Linked DNA regions of Sus scrofa: region 2 is linked to region 1. A link is a contact called in public Hi-C data. All regions are on one chromosome and are shown on one strand. The core of a region is the stretch at or near the end of the contact, and the rest is flanking DNA. Distances in the headings are between cores, read along the strand shown.

Region 1 (6,514 bases), core at 495-2,994:
TAAAATACTCAGCCTCTTAAAACTGTCAAGTCATCAGAAACAAGCCAAGTCTGAGAAATTGGCAAAGCCAAGAAGAGCCTAAGGAGCCATGACAATGAATGTAATGTGGTGTCCTGGATGGGATCCTGCAACAGATGAAAACCATTATGCAAAAATTAAGGCAATCTGAATAAAGCATGGCCTTCAGTTAAGGGTAACCTTTTGGAAGTGGCTCACTAATTGTAACTAGGGGTTACAGCAATGCTACAGCAACGTGGGATCTGAGCCACATTTGTAACCTAAATCACAGCTCACGGCAACACGGGATCCTTAACCCACTGAGCGAGGCCAGGGATGGAACCTGCATCCTAATGGATCCTAGTCAGATTAGTTTCCACTGAGCCACAACAGGAACTCCCAGGATGATTTTTCTGGAGACAGCTGGCATGGGGTTAAAAGAGGATAGAATCAGACACTAGGGCTTTTCTGGAGCACAGACTACATCAGAAAATATCCTCCAATGCCCCACCTGTTCCCACGTCTTATCTTAAACCAATCAGAAATAAGAGGGCACTGAGATCTCAGAATTTCGGAGATCCCTGGTGACTAGGCTCTAATAATTGGAGTTCTGAAATATGTAGCTGTCTTCTACCCCCAGCTACCTGGTCAGGGTCCTCTCCCATCCGAAAAGGGGATCTTCTTCCCGAGGCTTTTTCACCCTGTCACTCAGGTAACCTGAATTTGAGATGGCGAGCACCTATGGCTCTGAGATTGCCATCTCACGACTATGTCTGTGCCATTCTTGTCATTTTCATCACAGGGTTCAGGCTTTGACTTGTATTCGGGGCCACTGTCCCCAAACAAGGACCAGAAGGTTGGAACGTGAAGGGAGAGGGAGCAGCAGAAACATGAGAGCTACAGGTTACACTGTCACACACAACCGTGCTCACTCAATCCGCGGCCACACATCCAAACACAATCCTGCACCTGTCACAGCCAAGCGATGGCACAAACCACCATGAGACACCCCTTGACTCTGTCACAAGAACTGACGCCCACGCCAGAGACATGGTGTGTGTCTCTGCCAATCCCACTTAAGTGCAAAGGCTCATCTCAGCCGCCGAGACACATCTGGGCCCCGCCACCCACGCAGGGCCCACGCGCATGTAACTCACGCAGAGCAGAGTGGCCGAGTCACAGCCCGTCACAGCCTAGCCGCGTCCCCCTTCCAGATGCCCACGCGACGCACAGCCACGGGGATGGCGCCGAGTCGCGCCCCCCGCCCCCCGCCCACACTCACGCGCAAGTGCGTCACCAGTACAGGTACCCGGCCTGTCTCCCTCGCCGACGCTCACGCGCGCGTCTCGCTCTATGCACACGGCTGAGCCCGATCCGCGCGCGCGCGCACACACACACACACACACACACACACACACACACACACACACACACTCGCACTTCCTCCGCAGCCGCTCCCGGGAGCCAGAGGCCGAGGCTCTGTTTCGGGCCTCTCCGCCTCTCTTTCACCGCAGTCGCCCGCCGCGTTCCGTGCTGGTGTCCTCCTGGGATGCTACTAACTCACCGCTTGGGGCCTAACAACCAACAGGGCGTCCGGAGCGAGCGCGAGCGTTGAGGTTATCTCCAGACACCGTCACCAGGAAACCAGAGCTTTAAAAAAAAAAAAAGAAAGAAAAAAAAAAAAAAAATCTTCGCGCAGAAAGCGCATCTTCCGGCATGCAACTGGGCGAGTTTCTACTGGGGGCGGTGCTCCAGAGCCTTCTGGGACATGTAGTCTAGAAACCCAGAGATCCGCGGAGCTGAACACTCAATGGCTCGCTTACCCAGCATGCAACCCCTCAAGAGGCAGGAGTGGAGCTGTGCCTCAGAGGTTTCTGGGAAATGTAGTTCGCATCTCGGGGGCGCTAGACAAGGCCTTCAGAAGGCGTCTCCCCTACCCCTAAAGGAGCGCTGTACCTCCAGACTTGGAGGGAATGCGTTTCAGAGCCGCGGAATTTCAAAATGCTGGGAGCTTTGCCAGCTCTTCGGATTTCTTTTCTCCTTTTCTTCTTTTAATGCGAGAAAAGCATACAAATTTTATTACGTTCTTTCATGTACATGGGGGCTTTCAGAAGAGGATGAAAACCTGAAGATATGTCCACAGCAGGAAGCTTTTATACCTTTGAGACAAAGAAACGATGAATTGTGAAGTATTGACAGTGCTCCGGGCTAGTGATAGACCTATTACGGCCTGATAACTCTTATCTTCATGTAATGAGGTTTGTTTGAGAGTCCTCTGATGCCATCTGTCTACATTTATTATTAATTAATTAATTAATTTTTAGGGCCACACCCGTGGCATATGGAGGGGGGTCTAATTGGAGCTGTTGCCGCTGACCTACACCACAGCTCAGGGCAACACCAGATCCTTAACCCACTGAGGGAGGCCAGGGATCGAACCCACAACCTCATGGTTCCTAGTTGGATTCATTTCTGCTGTGCCAACATGGGAACTCCCAGTCTATCGTCATTTAAAGAATTTACTTTCTGCCTTTTGACAGAGAAGGGGCTCTTTTGTGTGTTTACTGCTTTTAAAGAAGGTTTAATTATTTTTTTCTTTTTAGGGCCGCACCCATATCATATGTAAGTTCCTAGGCTAGGGGTAGAAATGGAGCTGAAGCTGCCTAAGTCACAGCTATAGCAACGTAGAAACGTAGAATCTGCGACCCACACCACAGCTCATGGCAACCCTGGATCCTTAACCCACTGAAAAAGGCAGGGGATCAAACTGGAGTCCTCATGGAGACCATTTGGGTTCTTTACTGCTGAGCAACAACCGGAACTCCCTCAAAGTAATTTTTATGTCAAAGAAGCATGTTTTGGGGTGACATACCTGGTTTCCTTAAGTAATGATGCAGGCATTGTTTTTGATAAGGAGGGCCATGAAATCTTTCTGTAAGTGTTCTCTTTTCGTATACTATGCCGCTTTATACTGTTTATAAAGTTTAGTTTAAGTCTGTCTACTGTGAGTCAGTAGTATTCATGTATTTTCTAAGGTTCCTGTGATGTGAAAAACTTTGTGTTAAGATCTCGTTCCATCTTATTAACAGCTTTGCTGTGAAAGAGCTCAGTTTCCATGCTGGAGGTTTACCTGCCTCCCACAAGTTGTTTTAAAAAAAGGTTTTGCTGAACTTCTAATGGGACCAAGTGAAACACAGAGGCATTTAACATAGCACAGTACTCTCAATGTTTATGAATTTTTGTGTAGGGATGGTATTTCCCATTTTAACCTTTTCTTTCTTTTTAAAATTCTAGTTCATCTACATGTTATATTAATTTCAGGTGTACAACATAGTGATTTAATGTTTTTTATAGATCATACTCCATTTAAAGTTGTTTAAAACATTGGCTATATTCCTTGTGCTGTACTGAGTATCCTTGCGTTTTGTTTGTTTTAAACATGGTAGTTTTTGCCTCTTAACTCACTCTGTCCCTCTCCCATTACCCTTCCCATTGGTACCCACTAATTTGTTCTTTATATTTGTGAGTCTGTTTCTATTTATTAATTTGTTTTATTATTTAGATTCCACACGTTAAGTGGTAAAACGCAGAATTTGTCTTTCTCTGACCTACTTCACTAAGCACAGTACACTTCAGGTCCATCTATGTTATTGCCAATGACAAAAATTTCATTCTTTTTTATGGCCAAGTAATATTACACTGTCTTTTTTTAATCCATTCATCTGTAGCATCTGTAGATGGACACATAAGTTGCTTCCATAATCTTGGCTATTGTAAATAATGCTGCTGTGGACCTTGGGGTGCATGTATCTTTTTGAATTAGTGTTTTTGTTTTCTCAGGTAAATACCCAGGAGTGGAAATGCTGGATGATATGTTAGTTCTATTTTTAGTTTTTTGGGCAACATTCATATTGTTTTCCGTAATGGCTATACCAGTTTACATTCCCAACAGTGTCCTTGGGTTCTCTTTTCTTCATCTCTTTGGGAGTATTTGCTATCTGTGGTCTTTTTGACCATAGCTGTTCTGACAGCTATGTAAGGTGATTTCTTGTAGTTTTGATTTGCATTTCCCTGATAATTAGTGATGTTGAGCATCTTTTCATGTAACTTTTGGCCGTCTGTAGGTCTTCGTTGGAAAAATGTCTATTCAGATCTTCTGCCCATTTTTAATCGAGTTGTTTCTTGTTTTTGTTTTTGATACTGAGTTGTATGAGCTGTTTATATATTGTAGAATATTACCCCTTATCAGATATATCATTTGCAAATATTTTTTCCCATTCAGTAGGTTGTCTTTTCATTCTGTTGATGTTTTCTTTTGCTGTACAAAGCTTCTAAGTTTAAATAGGTCACATTTAAAAGTTTTACTTTTCTTTCCTTTCCTGGAGGAGGCAGATTCACCCCCTCCCCCAGACTGCTACAACTTATGTAAAGAGTGTTCTATGTTTTCTTCCAGGAATTTTACTGTTTATGGTCTTACATTTAGCTCTTTAATCCATTTGGAGCTTGTTTTTTTATATGGAGTGATAAAATGTTCTAATTTCATTCTTTTACATGTAGATGTCCAATTTCAGTGCTTATATTTGTCTCTGTTCATCTTTTATATTTCTTCTTGGTTTGGTCTTAGAAGATTGTACCTTTCTAAGAATTTGTCCATTTCTTCTAGGTTGTCTATTTTATTGGCATCCAGTTGCTTGTAGTAGTCTCTTATGATCCTTTGTATTTCTGTGATGTCCATTGTAACGTCTTTTTCATTTCTATTTTATTGACTTGAGTCCTCTCTTTTTTTTTCTAGATGAGTTTGGATAAGGGTTTATCAATTTTGTTTGTCTTTTCAAAGAATCAGCCTTTATTGTCATTGATCTTTTCTCTGGTTTTCCTCATTATTATTTGATTTATTTCTGCTCTGGTCTTTATGATTTCTTTCCTTCTGCTAACTCTGGGTTTTGTCTGTTCTTTCTGTAGTTGTTTTAGGTGTAAAGTTAGGTTATTTATTTAAGGTTTTCCTTGTTTCCTGAGGTAGGCTTGTATTGCTATAAACTTCCCTCTGAGAATGCTTTCGCTGCATCCCATAGGTTTTGAAGTGTTGTCATTTTGACTTGTCATTTGCTTCTAGGTATTTTTTAATTTCCTCTTTGATTTTGTCAGTGATCCTTTGGTTGTTTAGTAGCGTGTTATTTAGTCTCCACGTGTTTGTGTTTTTTTGAAGTTTTTTTTTCTTGTTGATTTCTAGTCTTAGAGTGTTGTGGTTGGGAAAGATGCTTGATATAATTTCAATTTTCTTAAATTTATGGAGACTTGATTTGTAGCCCAGAATGTGATCTATCCTAGAGAATCTTCTGTGTGCACTTGAGAAGAATGTGCATTCTTCTGCTTTTGGATGGAATATTCTATAAATGTCTGTTAAGTCTAGCTTGTCTAATGCATCATTTAAGGCCTGCGTCTCCTTGTTGATTTTCCATCTAGATGATCTGTCCATTGCTGCAAGCAGGGTGTTAAATTTTCCTGCTATTATTGTGTTACTGTTGATTTCTCCTTTTAATGCTATTAGTTGCTTTATATATTGAGGTTATATTATGTTGGGTGCATATATATTTACAATTATTATATCTTGTTCTTGGATTAATCATTTGATAATTATTTAACTTCCTTCTTTTTCTCTTATAATTTTCTTTATTTTTAGGTCTCTTTTGTCTGATATGAGTATTGCTACTCCAGCTTTCTTTTGATTTCGATTTGGATGGAATATTTTCCTCCATCCTCTCACTTTCAGTTTGTATGTATCCTAGAGCTGAAGTGGGATTCTTCTTTTTTTTTTTTTTTTTTTTGCCTTTTGTCTCTTTTTTAGGGCTGCACCTGTGGCACATGGAGGTTCCCAGGCTAGGTGTCCAATTGGAGCTGTTGCTGCTGGCCTACGCCAGAGCCATAGCAATGCCAGATCCAAGCCACATCTATGACCTACACCACAGCTCACGGAAACGCTGGATCCTTAACCCACTGAGCAAGGTCAGGGATCAAACCCGCCACCTCATGGTTCCTAGTTTGATTCGTTTCTGCTATGCCACAACGGGAACTCTGAAGTGGGACTCTTAAAGACAACATATATATGGGTCTTGTTTTTGTATCCATTCAGCCAGTCTATGTCTTTTGGTTGGGGCATTTGGTCCATTTACATTTAAGGTAATTATTGATATGTATGTTTTTACTGCCATTTTGTTAACTGTTTTGGATTTGTTTTTGTTGGTCTTTTTTCTTCCCTTCTCTTGTTCTTTTCTGTTGTGGTTTGATGACTGTTTAGTGTTGTGCTTGGATTGCTTTTTCTTATTTGTATGTGTATCTACTTTTAGATTTTTGTTTTCAGTTACCATGAAGCTTTGATATAGGAGTCTGTGTATATAGGATTCTCTCTCTCTTTCCACACACACACACACACACACACACACACGATTGTTTTAAGCTGCTGGCTTCCTACTTGCAAATGCATATCCACTATCCTGAATTTGTACCCTCTTCTCATGAT
Region 2 (7,058 bases), core at 3,325-5,824, 260 kb after region 1:
AGCTTGGGAACCTCCATATGCTGCGGGGAGCAGCCCTAGAAAAGGCAAACACACACACACGAGTGTTTTCTGAGTATACAGATATGTAGCTCTCTTCTAAGAACTACAAAACCAAAAGTGCAGGAATAAAACCAGGCAGATATTTTAAGGTTTTGCCGTAAGGTCTGGTGCTTAGTCAACTTCCAGAACCACTATCACCTAACAGGAAGTGGGCAGATCTTCGGAAGCAAAGGGAGATTTAAATTCTAGACACTTTGTAGTATCTCATTTCTGAATCAAAGATATCAAAGACATCCAAGGGCAGATCCCAACTTCAGAGGGAAGTTACCCTCACCCACGGAGAGCAGGTTCCCGTAGGTCTCCAGCATCACGTCCCAGAACAAGGCCCTCTGGTCAGGGTCCAGGCAGTCCCACTCCTCCTGGGAGAATTCAATGGCCACATCTTTGAATGTCAATGGTGCCTGAAATGAAAAAAAATTTTTACCAAGAGCCTGGAAGGACAGCCTTATCTTCACACAAAATGAGAAGAGGAGGGAGGTATCAGGGTCAATTATACAGAATTACGTATGCTGACAGAGCCACAAAAGAGAATTCTGAGCAAGTAATACTCTCTAATTTTATTATATTTTTCTATCAAAGGATGCCAAATCCACTAAACCACTAAATTACGGAGGAACTCTGAACGCAAGAAAAAAATATACGTACAATTGAAAAAAATCCAACAGGGTCATCTATACGCAAGTCTGAGATATTAGACACCAAATGGTAATTTCCCAATGAGGGAGAGTAAGGTCTTTAAGGATGACGAAGTTCACATTAGCTTTAAAGCAAGGTGAGAACTGAAAAAAAATGATGATAGTTACAGCAATAACTAAAAGTACTGTGGGGTAAGCATTATTCTAAACTTCTGTTAAGTATTAGCTCATATACCAACATAGCATCCAATTAGAGAAAGACTTGTCCCCACCTCACAGGAGACCCAACTCTGTCATGGAGATGCTAAGAAACTCGTCTCAGGTGAAACAGTTAATAAACAGCAGGGCCATCACCTGAATAAGGTTGTGTGGCCTTAGAATAGAATCTACAGCATCCGTATGATGACACACTTATTTCCTAACAGAGAAAACCTGCAGCAAGTTCAAGGCTGAAAACATGGAGCTAACTGAAGGTCAATCATACACACGTAGAGCCACACACACACACAATGAGTTACTACTCTTACTGCTCATAACTCACTGACACGGGAGGGAAGACAAAAAATTAAGGACATGGAAAAGCACGTAAGGCATACTTTCAAAGCTAAAATAAACCAAAGACAATATGATGATGTTTTACACACCGGGGCTCCTGCTCACACAGCCAAGGGTGTGCATACAAACATAAACACTGAAATTCACCGAAATAAAAGAGGCAGTATCTAAGCGACATGTTTAAAAACTGTATCTTCATTTTCTATTCCCTTTTACTTGTGCATTTCAGCATTGTGGGTACAACGACCCTGTATAAACTGTACTAAACTAAATTCAGATGGTCAACATTGGTCTATAGTAGCCGAGTTATTTTAAAACACTGCAAAAACTAAAAAAACCACATTAAAAATTTAACTTCGAGCTCCATAAATATAGTACATAAAAACACCAAAGAGAATCTACACGGCAATGAGAGAAGGTGGAGGGAAGACCCTGGGGTGGGTGCAAGCAAACCTGTCAGGCGGCTTGCTTGAGAGCGAGAGATTATCAAATCTGAAATGGCATTTCAGGACGGAGAGGACTGACCAATAAACCAAGAATAAGATTTTACCTGAGAAAGTGTCATTCCTGACTCTTTTTTTTCTTTCCTCTTCGTCCTCTTCAGGGCTTCCTTCTCAGTCTTGAGATGTCGATCCTGAGTGTCAAAATATGCTATTTAATACTCCGGATCAACACTCCCATTTCCTGTGCCACAACCACACACACAGGGAAGACCTCACCATGCGGAATAGACAGTCCTCTGCTGCTCACTGTCCCAGGACGAATTAAGGGACAATACATTCCCACAGGGAAACTAACAAGTGAGGTTTCTGACCCCTTGCATCAGAACACACTCCCCTCCTGGCTAAACCCACACAGAAGCTGCAGCAGCGGGACTCTAGGAAAGACTCTCTTCCCCTTGAAGTCACAGACCCCATCCTGACCAAACTCCACGCAGAAGATAACCCCTCTCATCTCTCTCAGGATTAGGGGCTGGTTTCAGTTCTCAGAAACAGAGGAGCCAGAGCCTTGGTGTTCAATACTGAATACAGACTGGACTACTTGAGGCTATTTTAACATCACTGAGGCTGAGCCCCATTCAGCCCTGACCTAGAGGAAAATCTATGGAAACGGGGCATAAATGAGGTATCTGCAAAACGCCTCAGCAATTCAACGTGAAGTCAGCACTGAGAACCATTCAGAGGGGTCAACCCTGGCACAACTTCCACCCTGTGGCCCTGCTCTCTTCCGGGGCAGTATCTGCACAGTGGAAGGAGAAGGAGCAAAGAGAAACATGCAGAGAGGGCATTACAGGCTAGGGCTGGGATAGGAGTGTGGCTGGAAAGTCAAATGAGAGGGTCAGAAAAGGCCCCACTGAGCATATGTGTTATTAGAACTGGCTGAAAAAGGGTTGCAAATGGAAGCTACCCTGGTTAGCAAATAACTGTAAAATACACAAGCCTTATAAACAGGAGTTTTGCAACTGCCATTCTCATCTCTAAAACTGAAGCAAATAAGCGAATTTTGCATTAAATTGATAATAAAGCCACAAGTCAATGTATCACAACCTAATCAGCCATTTCCCATCAACTCACCACTCATCCAGAATCAGGTTCTCCTTCTTTCACTCTAGTACATATTTCAATGTCTCCCTTTCCTTGCTTCTCTCCAGTGTTTTTCCTTTTCTGTTTCCTCTCTCACCCCGCCTACTCCTTCTCCCTTTTTCCTGTTCCTTTCCTTACACCTGTTTTGCACAAGTCCTGAAACCTATTTCAATTTCTGCCTCTCCTTCTCCCCACTCTGGTCCCAATCTCCATACATATTTGCCTTTTCCTGCCCCCATTTCTGTGTTCCCTCTGCTCTTCACTACACCGTCTTTCCTCTTACATCCCCTCTGCCCAGACTCACTGGCCCCCCCAACTGGCTTGGCGCTCTCACTCTGCCATCGTTCAGTCCCTGCACTCAGCTCCCCTAGCCTTTTTATCCTAACCATTTTGTCTGAGGTGCCTTGACCCGTGTGGTCCCCACTTCTGCTCACCAAGGGCCCCTTTCCCTAATTTGCTCCCCTTCGTCTTTGTGGAGCTCCTCCTCCTCCTCCTCTACGCATCTCTGTTTTCTTACCTCATTACTACTCTCGCTTTGTCTCCTTGCAAGTCTTTCAGGCATCTTCTATTTTGCCTTCTCTTTGGGGGCCACCTCAATGATTTTTTTCTCCTTTTCACTTGTCTATTTGTCCTCATTCATCCTCTGTCTCTTTCTCCTGATCCTCCTCACCCCCGCCTCCTACCGCATTCCCGGCTTCCACCTTTGCAATCATCATCACACAAAGCCCCTGATCCCAAGAGGAGGTGACGACGTGGTCTTGGGACCCCTCGAGTTCTGCAATCCTAAATCCTACCGTACTGAAAAGTGTGCTCTTCCAGGACACTGGATCTCTTGGGGGGGGGGGGCGGGGGGCGGGGGGCGGGGGGGGGGGTCCTGCAGAATACGAGGGCCAGGGAGAGAATGCGGGCCTCTATAGGGGCCAAGAGGCGAGCATTGGGGCAGAAGCGTAAAGCTTTAGAAACTCTCTCAAAAGTCCAGGGAGGAGTTCCCGTCCTGGCGCAGTGGTTAACGAATCCGACTAGGAACCATGAGGTTGCGGGTTCGGTCCCTGGCCTTGCTCAGTGGGTTAACGATCCGGCGTTGCCGTGAGCTGTGGCGTAGGTTGCAGACGCGGCTCGGATCCCGAGTTGCTGTGGCTCTGGTGTAGGCCGGTGGCTACAGCTCCGATTGGACCCCTAGCCTGGGAACCTCCATATGCCGCAGGAGCGGCCCAAGAAATAGCAAAAAGACAAAAAAAAAAAAAAAAAAAAAAAAAAAGTCCAGGGAGCTCCTTTGTGACGCAGTTTCGATCCCTGGAACTTCCACATGCTTCAGCCACCACCACCGCCCCGCCACCCCCCCCCCAACAGAAAGAAGTCTATCTCCCAGGACTTTAAAAGGCAGCGAGGATTGGGAGAGGTGGTCGGTGAAGGGTTTTACAGGAAAAAGCGGCAAGCGGGTCTAATGGCCCGAAGGCCTTAGATTTTAACCGAAAACGAAGGCCAACCCCCGACCCAAGAGCAAAGCGGTCAGGCTTGGGCATCTCACCGGCACTCCTGAACTTACCGAAGGTAGGAGGCGTGGGTGCCGGAATTTTAACGTCCGTAGCAACCCCAAGACCCCAGGTGTGTAAGACTGTGGACTGTGAAACCCAGGTTTAAACTTAAAAGGCCGAAACCAAAGCCCGCCACACGACCTTACACCCGCAGAAGCCTCTTCCGGTCTGCGAGGCTGCGCGTGCGCACTGCTTCCCGGGAACCCCGGAGGCGGGGCCCAAGCAGAGATCCACCGGAAATGGGCCTGGATAGGGGCCAGGCCTGGGCGCGGGCAGTGGGGGGGGCGGGGCCTGGGCTCCCCTCAGCGCTTCGCGGGGGCGGAGCTTCTTCTGAGTTTGGATCAATTTGAATTTATCTCAGGAGCTCGGCTGATCTTTGCTTTTTTTTTTTTTTTTTAAGGACTGCACTACCAGCATATGCAAATTCCCGGGCTAGGGGTCGAACAGGATCTGCAGCTGCTGGCCTACGCCACAGTCCCAGCAACTCGGGATTGGAGCTGCGACAATGACCTACACCACAGCTCGCTTACACCACAGCTACCACAGCTCACAGCAAGCCGGGATCCCCGGCCCACTGAGCGAGGCCAGGGATCAAACAGCATCCTCATAGATACTAGTGGGATTAGTTTCCGCTGCACCACAGGTAACACCCTCTTTGCCTATTTTAAACTGACCTTGCAATTTAAGGTGTAAACTTAGAGTTGTGTGGGCCACTTGCTGAAAACAGGTGGAAAACGTTTTTGTTTTTGTTTTCAGCTGCAACATGGAATCCAAGCGGCATCTTAGACTTAACACCGCAGCTTGTGGCAACGCAGGATTCTTCACCTACTCTGTGATCCACCTCACACACTTGAGGACACCATATCAGGTTTTTAACCGGCTGAGGCACAACAGGTACTCCTGAGAATAGGTTTCATCAAATCACTTTTGCAAAGGAGAGAAGATGCCTATCCTGCTTGAGTGACAAGGGTAACTCTGAGGTCAGGGAACACTAACCTGCATCTGGAGTCAATGTAGGGCGATGGGTGGATCCAGTGATAGCTCCTCAACTAGAATTTAATTTAAGCAATATAATTAAGGAAGGAGTGCAACTGTCTGTGCCCAAAATGCAAACTGGAATGTTAAATGCAAAACGCTACCGGTGGGAAATGGGCCCACCGCATGGGCATCTATCAAAACATCATATCCACTTCCATTTCCCACTCATCCTGTGCTCAATCCGTGGTCAGTTCCAGAAACTTTTATAGGGACAAGCCTGGATAGTGGGAGGTAAAGGAATGAGGCATGTAATGATTTAGGTCACCAGCCACTATTTTAAAAAAATTAAAAAGCAAAAATCGATATAAACTGTGTTGCTCATTTTAGTACTTGCTGTTCTATTCCACACCTGAGGTGAATAAAATCAGATACCTTTGAGAGAACCTGTTATGTTGTTATAATTTGTCAGTAATTTCTGAATAGCCTTTTTAATTCACTTTACATTTATCCAAAGGTCACTAGGAAGAATATTAATAAAAATACTGTTTTTATATTTTAGCCCTTTTATTTTGTTTCTCAATGTTCAGATATATTTCTCAGGTAAAGATAACAAATCCTGTATGTGCTCTTTAGAAGACTACTGAATTTGTTTTCACCTTAACAAGGGGATGTCGGAGTGCCCCTTTTGGCTCAGCAGGTTAAGGACCCAATGTAGTCTCTGTGAAGATGTGATTCAATCCCTGGCCGCTCAGTGGGTTAGGGATCCAGCATTGCCACAAGCTGTAGCATAGGCTGCAGATGCAGCTCCAATTCGACCCATAGCCTGGGAACTTCCATATGCCACAGGTCCAGCCATAAAAAGAAAAAAAAAAAAAAAAAAGGGTGGGGTGTCTATATTAGTTGACATAAACCCTAAAGGAAACAAAACTAGATTTGTCAAATTTCCAATGGTTTCATTTATACATTCAATAATATTTAAGGCAATATGAATGAGTTAATATTCACCATGAAATGTTTCAAATCCCTACATGTAGAGACTTCTCTCCAGAAGAATTTTTTTAATGCAACAGGAGCATTTTGAATAAAAAGCCTTTTAACATATTAAGTTTGTAAGGTTTCACTACAGTATACATTATATGATGTTTCATAAATTTTAAGCATTGGTTATAATTTTTCAGGGTTCATTACATTTGAATTAACTAATACTTAGTAAGGCCTAGCAAACATTACCCATAAATTTGAAAGATTTCACTCTCAAAATAGTATTCTGGTGATCTCTCAAGGATTGAATTTTGGATGAGAACTTTGCCACACATGTAATTTTTTTTAAGTTTAAGATTGTTTGGCATTTATTTACTGATGTTTAGTAATTTCTGCCTTTAGTGACCACGTATAAATAAGAATACCTTCAGCTTGCCAGCATTAGTCATAATTCTCTCAAAACTTCTGCAATCTTTTTGGGTTTTGCCTTTATCAACTTTTTCCTTCTCTCTTCTCCTTGGAACACATTTTCAATGCCTACTTGAAACTGTATCTACCAAACTGCAATTCTCAGACCTCAAATAAAGCTCTTCTTTGCAGCTCTGCTGTGAATTTTGTTGGACACCTTCCACAGAAACTGGAAGACAGGGATGCTATCTTCTTTGATGTTTCCATGTCAAAGAGAAGACTCTTAAGTCCTTGGAAGATATTCTTGGCTTATAATGCTGATA

What was found. A called contact is a pair of places that touch in the nucleus more often than the background predicts.
Region 2: a contact with region 1 is called in a Hi-C map of liver, with 4 times the contacts expected there. The contact joins the promoter of LOC100624495 here to the promoter of ZNF331 in region 1. A contact is called at or near these places in 3 of 47 Hi-C or Micro-C datasets (heart right ventricle, liver and skeletal muscle).

The regions. Positions count from the first base shown.
Region 1 is chr6:56,609,703-56,616,216 of Sscrofa11.1, forward strand. It overlaps ZNF331 (zinc finger protein 331), which reads right to left and starts at 1,745. Exons shown (of 5, transcript XM_021097273.1): 1 at 1,562-1,745.
Region 2 is chr6:56,868,296-56,875,353 of Sscrofa11.1, forward strand. LOC100624495 (zinc finger protein 677) reads right to left here and starts at 4,575. Exons shown (of 5, transcript XM_013991866.2): 1 at 4,380-4,575; 2 at 1,801-1,884; 3 at 335-461. The coding sequence starts at 1,815.